2 separate regions of the Ovis aries genome follow, and region 2 is linked to region 1. The links are chromatin contacts, called in public Hi-C maps. All regions are on one chromosome and are shown on one strand. Each heading gives the region's core, a stretch centred on a gene start, on an enhancer-like site or on the middle of the called end of the contact. The rest is flanking DNA. Distances are from core to core; before and after follow the strand shown. Region 1 holds the start of ARHGAP23 (Rho GTPase activating protein 23). Region 2 overlaps SRCIN1 (SRC kinase signaling inhibitor 1).

What was found. A called contact is a pair of places that touch in the nucleus more often than the background predicts.
Region 2: a contact with region 1 is called in a Hi-C map of hypothalamus, with 2.5 times the contacts expected there. The contact joins the enhancer-like site here to the promoter of ARHGAP23 in region 1. A contact is called at or near these places in 2 of 16 Hi-C or Micro-C datasets (hypothalamus and liver).

Annotation. Positions count from the first base shown.
Region 1 is chr11:38,798,794-38,802,116 of ARS-UI_Ramb_v3.0, reverse strand. It overlaps ARHGAP23 (Rho GTPase activating protein 23), which reads right to left and starts at 1,814. Exons shown (of 24, transcript XM_042255898.1): 1 at 1,682-1,814. The coding sequence starts at 1,690.
Region 2 is chr11:38,937,649-38,940,971 of ARS-UI_Ramb_v3.0, reverse strand. All of the region lies in intron 1 of SRCIN1 (SRC kinase signaling inhibitor 1), which reads left to right. Among named protein-coding and RNA genes, the nearest start is that of SRCIN1, 22 kb to the left of the region's middle. Within about 2 kb of position 1,706, at least 4 of the 54 cell types and tissues checked have an H3K27ac peak or open chromatin away from gene starts, as enhancers often do. A contact at or near this core is called in hypothalamus, where this site is marked.

The DNA of each region.
Region 1 (3,323 bases), core at 565-3,064:
TGCCCCTTTGATGTCCTGACTCTCCTCCATGTTCTGTTCTCCCTTCCATAATGCCAGGGCACAGGAGAGCCAGGCTGTGCCTCTGGGAACAGAAAGCAGCTGACCCCCAGAAGACGTACAAAAGGCGAATGGAGGAGCACCTCAGACTGAGCTACAGGCCCATTGAGATGTGTTTAGGGTCCTCCAGGCAGAAAGCAGTGGTGTTCCCTAGCCTTAGCTCTCCTTTCTTTAAAAAAAAGAAATGGAGATGAAATTCACATAACATAAATTTAACTATTTTAATGCGAGCAATTCAGGGGCACTTAGTCCTGTCCTCCCAACCCCTGCTTTTTTGTGCTCAGAGTGGAGTTGAAGGTAGAGTCAGTAATGACAACAGCAGAGAATGATGAATCCCTGCCAGGCCTGGTGCTCCAGGGAGCTGCCACGGGCGATTTAAATTAACAGCCAAGATGCCCAGCAGGCCTGGAGACTAGACCAGCCCACAGCCCTCCCCACACATAACGCCCAGCCCAGGGAAGATGCCGAGAGCCCTTCATGACTCCTCAGAGTCTCCCTCCAACCCCCAGAACTGAGGATCACCCCATCCCCTGACTCATCACCCTCCACCCCTCCGTGCCCCTTCTCACCACCGTCACAGGCAACTCAAGAGCCCGTCTGCCACAGAGGGGAGGGGTCTCAGAGCCCAGGCCCCAGACACAGCTTTAAGCTGAGCCTGGGAGCGTGGACATGCAAAGGCACACGCAGAAACAGAAAACCTTTCCACTCCAGACCCCACCCCAAGACCTCTCACTGAGTTGTGACCAGGAAGGGAGCAAGGCAGCCCCCTCCCTCCAGCCCACCTCAGGAGGCTGCCCCTCTTAGAACTGGGGACAGCAAGTCAGGATAGAGGGGCCCTCCCACCCACCTAAGGGGACGGCCCCTCTTGTCCAGGATTTACTGAGCTCTGTGGAGGGAGTGAGGTGCTCTGACCGAAGGAGGCCATCACTGGGACCCCTCTGATGGAGACTGTGTGAAAGGAAGCCACCCAGGGCCTGGCTGGGGCAGCTTGTCTGCATTTGGGGGGCATGTGGACACGCTGCCCAACCCACCCCATCTTTTCACTGCCATGAAATGGTGGCGGCAGCTGCTGCAGCTGCTGTAACTGGGACTGGCGGGGGAGCCTGGCAGGGAGAAGCCCCTTGATGTGCAAGGGGGGAGGGGATGGTTGTATCGCGAGGTCCCACGGTGGGGAAGGGACAAGGTCGGGAGGGTCAGCGGTAGTTACATGCCCTGGGAGAGCCACCCCCACCTCTGCCACTCCTTATTATGCAGAGCTTGCTAGGATCCTGGTAGGGGCCAGGACCTTATCGAGTGGGAGGGGAGCTTCTAAATGTTCTCCTGGAGCAAGGATGGGGAGCGAGGGAGCGTGTGAGCCCTCGGTGAGCGCCTCCCTCTGTGTCAGTGGTGGGAGAGTACTCGTGTGTGCGTGTGCGTGTGTGTGTGTGTGTGTGTGCGCGCGCGCACCAGCTCTATGTCACACCAGCCCTATCCCCTCCCCAGAGCTCTGGCCCCGCCCGGAGCTCCAAAGCCCCAAACCCCTCCCGCCGTGTCCTTCTCAGGGCGCCCACCCTCAGTCAGTCCTCCCGCACCCCGCCCTTCCCCCCAAGACACGCACCCGAGCCCCGGCCCCGCACCCGCTGACCTGCTCCATGCTGTTGCCAGCTATGCAGTCCTCGCCGCGCCAGCCCTGTGGGGCGCAGTGGGCGGCGGCCCCTCCATGCGCCCAGTGAGTGGTGAGCACCGCACCCGGCCACCGCCGCGCGCGAGGAGCGCCCGAGTCCGCCACTCAGGCCCCGCCCACAGGCCCCGCCCCGCCCGCCCCTCCCTCCACACCCCACCCGCGGGGAGAGGCGCCGCGCGCGCGCACACACACCTTACACACCACACACGCACACACACACACACACACCACACACACACACACACACACACACCTCACGCATCCAGGGGCGCATCCCTGCCAGCGTCTCCTGGTCTGCCTGTCCTGGGGGCACTGTTAGTCCAGAGAAGATCTCCTCCTACGGAAGCCCCTCTCCTCATTTCTGAGGTTATCAGAGTCGGAAGGGCCCCACCCCTTATTTTACAGAAGCCTCAGAGGGGCTGGCCCAAGGTCACAAGCAGCTTGATGACAGAGCTGACCCCTGGCTCAGATCACTGTGATTGCCCAAGAGCCGGCCAGAGAGATAGAGCCTGGACCACAGGGAGACCCCACCCTGATGAGCAGAGGTCTGAGCCCTGTGACCCCAGGAGGTCAGGAGCTGATGGGGAGAGGCCACTCCCTATTGCCTCTCTTCACACGTGTTCTGAGGCCCTTGGGTGGGTGTGGGGAACAGGAATGGAAATTCCTGTCGCCTACCGTGTTCCCTGCCCCAGGCATGTGCCAAGCAGAAGGAGGAGCTGAACCGTTTGTCTACTGCCAAAGAAGGGTCATCTGAAGCTCCAGATGCCAGTTGGGAACCTGCATTGTGGACAGTGGAGCCACCAACTCCGGTGAAAGCCAAGGAGGTGGCAAAAAGACTGCTTCCCACACTGAGACCCTCCTACCCCATCAGGGGTGGCTCATGACTGCCTGCTGCCCCTCTGTCCTGCCCCTGTGAGGGCAGGGCCACACCAAGGGGTTATCACATGCGCAGGCATGTGAGAGGCAGGCATGCTGCCCAGGACAGGAGTGTGGAGTCCCGGGTGGACAGGGGTGGGAATTAATCTGCCCTGAGGTGGGCAGTGGGGCTGGGGCATCGGTGTCCAGGGGCTGGTGGCCCAACACCCCTGGGCCAGTGCCGGGAGGCATGAAGGGGATTGCAGGCTTCCCACTGCACCCTGGCCTCTTTGTTAGCACCAGGGGGTGAGGGAGCAGAGGGCTGGAAGCTGAGATGGGGAGAGTTAAGATCCTCAGTGGGCCCAGACAAAGGGGGCTTTATAGGCCGGGTGTAGGGGGCATGCTAGGGGGAGGAATTCAGGAATGCAGGCTGGGGAGGCCCTGAGCCCCCCGGGCAGCCCAGTTTGGGGCTGGGGTTGGACTCCCCCTGCCCTCCCATGCTTTGGCCCTGCAGAGCATTTGCTGCTTTGCTCCTGGGACTGCAGCCAGGAGTCCCGGCAGAACTTCATCCCCGGCCACCCCTCCTTTTGGGGCTCTGGGGGGCACTACCCACACACTCCCAGTCTGCCCCACCCAGCTGGCAGCAGACTCTCTTGGCTTCCCAGCCATGCCCTCTCAGTGGCCTCGTGGCCCTGTCTGCTACCAGAGTGAGTGCCCTGCCGGCTGCCAGGGGAAGGGAGGGACAGAC
Region 2 (3,323 bases), core at 457-2,956, 140 kb before region 1:
CTGATACCCTCTCGCCTTACACCTGTCCCCCAGCACTGCCCTGCCTTGGGGAAATGGTCCATCATGGGGATGGTCTCCACCTGGCCTCTTCCCACGTCTGTGTCTTCCTTCCCAACACCTCAGGAACAAGGGAACTGCCTTCCCTGGGGGCCCAGCGATGACAGCTTGCTTGTGCTTCCAGGTCCCAGGGAGTCACCTTTGTTGTCTGACCATCGCCCACATGCTTTCAAGCCCTCTCCCTTTCCTCCCAGGCCTCTCTGCCATAGGATCCCCTCCCCTTTCTTCTTTGTCATGCCTCCTGGCCCAGGCAGAGTCTCCTGAGGAGGCCTGACCTTCAGGGGAGTGGGGCTGGGTTGGTGGGGAATGGGGGAACACGGCGGGGGCAGGTGTGAGGGTTCATGCCAGGAGCTGGACGTGAAGCCCTGTCCTTAATCCTCTCCCCCTGATGCCTGTTCCTCCCTCCACCCGCCCGTACCTCTGAGGCTTTGGTTGGAGTGACAGGGAGACTCAACAGGGTGCTGGGCATTAGCAATTTGGGGGGATATTACACTGGAATGTTTACAGAAAGGCAATTGCCCGGAAAATGACTTTGGTTGCTGTGGTATGGGGCGGAAAAGATGGTTTTAGAAAACAGACACAGACGGGCTTCTGCTCCAAGGACCCACAGGCAGAGCTGACTGAGGACTGTGGGCACACAGGGAGCCAGAGCCAGAGGTGCCTGGAGACTGAGGGGTCAGCTTCTTCACCGAGGGAGGGGTGGGAAGGGATGATCCCTTCGCCTCATCCAGGTTCTTGAAGCCTCTGCCAAGCTTGACCTTTGTCCTCTGGCCTCTGACCTCCCAGCACAGTGCGCTTCCTGACTGCGCAGCCAGCCACCCAGCAGGATGGAATTGTCAGGCACAATCGATGGTGGCAGTCGCCTCAGGGCTCCTCAGGGTGACTTAGGCTCCTCTTGCTTTGGCTGAAGATGGTGGGACTTGTGCCGAACGCATTCAAGTGTGTGTGTGGACGCAGACGGGGCACTTTGGGGTCTGAGCCAGGCCCTCCACCTTTCTGGCAATCTCCATGCACCCCCTTCCCCACTGCTTGCCCTGACTGCCGACCTCACTGGGATCTAGCCCCAGGCCCTCTGGACTCCCTGAGCTGGTGCCCAGGCCCCAGTTGAGGTCACGCCTGTCAGACCTCAGGTCCCCACGGGGTGGGGGGGCCTTGTCCAGCCCTCCCAATCTCTGGGGAGAAGGACCCAGAGACCTAAACTCTGGTCCTCCCAGCAGGGGCCCCAGTGAGACCCTTCTCTTTTTTGTAGCTCTTGGCTTTGTTCTTCCATTTCCTCCCCTTCCTCTTTCTTCTTCCCTCTCCCTCCCCCCTCCCCTTCTCCACACTCTCCTCCTCGGAAGATGATGTCATGTGTAACTGTTGCCCAGTGGCAGCCAGAGGACAGAGGGTGGTGACATCTGGGGTAAAGATGCAAGGTGGGGAGGGGCTGGATGGCTTATGAGACAGTGTCACTGAAACCTTGGGATCCTAATTCTCATCATGAGTTACAGTGATCTCATGTGAAAGAATGCAGTGAGGATAAAAATAAATTGGGCTCATAAATAAACGTGGAATTTGGGATTGGTGGAGCAAATAACAATGTCGCTCTCTTCCCAAGCACCTGCGCCTTTATCCGCAGCTGGCCACTTGGGGGCGCCCACTGCTCCCTGGTCATCCCAGCCTCCAGACAGGTTCACTTCCCCATTGCCCAGGCAGGGAAGGCAGAGCTAAGGGAGGCGACAGCACCCCCTTCTCCACCTTCCCTTTCTCCTCATTCTGAGCTGGATTCTGCTAGTCCTGGGCATCTCTCCTGTAGCTTGAACCTCTGACTCAAAAATTATAGCTGGCCTTGCACACGGAGGATTCTTGGAGAGATAGCAAGACCTCCAACTTATCTCTCCGACTCCTCCCACCCCCACGCTTCAGGGGCTGTCTGTCCCAAGGCCCCTTCCAGCTGTACTCCAGCTCTGCTTCTCCATCCAGGGTCTCCCACTTTTCCCCTGCATCCCCTGTCTCTCCACCCTGCCCCAGCAGAATCCAGTCTGCTTACCGCCTTCAGGCCTCCCTGTCCCATCTGCCTCCCCAGGTCCCCCTACCCACAAGACCCCTGCCCAGATAGATCCCTCAGCAGCCTCTGCCAGTGAACAGAAGCATCGATCTGCTCAGGGCCGCTGCTACCCAGAGCCACTGCTTGCTGGATTGGAATTGATCTCCTTGGCTTTTCACCGAGCTGCTCTGTCTGGGGAGGGTCAGGGCCACTTGAGGCCTTGGTGGTGGCTGGAGCAGGCCCGGGGCAATGGGAAGGCTGTCCTGCTGTCCTCACAGCCCACATGCCAGGAATGTCTTTAGTTCAAAATGTGCTTTCTCCTCATTGTCTTGCTAGCTTCTCACCCACTGCCCAGGAGGGGGGTTTAGAGATGTTGTCCCCATTTTACAGATCAGTACCCTCAGGCTCTGAGAGAGAAGAGGCTTTTAGGGTGGAGAACTAAAAGAATGGCTAACCTGGGACCCGTCAGAGGAAGAGCTGACTCTAAACCCAGGAGGTCTCTGGTCTGGGCTTTTGTCCTCCCAGTGTTCTGGCTCAGATAAATTCTTGCCTGAGCCCTCCGAGCCCCCAAGGGCCTCTTTACCCCCAGGCAACAGGATGGTGCCCCGACCAAGAATCCCAGGCCAGTTGTCTCAGCCTACTGGGGCCCCACAGAGAGGAGAGAACTCTGCACAGAGCAGGGAGCTAGGACTCCTGGGTCAGGCAGGTACCTCATCTCTTTCCCTGAGTTTCTTTGTTAAAGAAAGCCAAGGATCTTGAAGGCTCTTAGTTTTCAAAAGAGCCTAAAGATTTCAAATCAAAGCCCCACCTCCCCTCAGAGACAGCCCAGTGTCTCTCCTACTTCTTCCTCTCTCCCTGCCACCCCCTAGAATCCAGGTCCTGCCTCACCCATGGCCCTGCGTGCACCTGCCAGTGTCCGGGCACCTGAGGCTGAGCCCTGTCATGGAGGAGGCAGGGAGAAGTTGGTCCTTGCTCCACCATCTCTGGGCCTGCTCAGCGGCCTCCTCCCTACCCTCAGCGCCATCCACTCCCGAGGTTTACGGGCTGTAGTCATCACTAGGGCTGTGGGCACACATTCACTGTCTGGAGCCTCTGCCTCTCCGCTGCCTGCTCTGGCAGCCCAGACCCCTCCCTGCCAGCCCCACCTCGGCCCCTTTAATCGACCTGGGAGAGCCTGGGTGACCCTGGACCTCCCCACCCTCCCTGCTTCTCTAGGGCTGGCATACCGCCTGCCCCACCC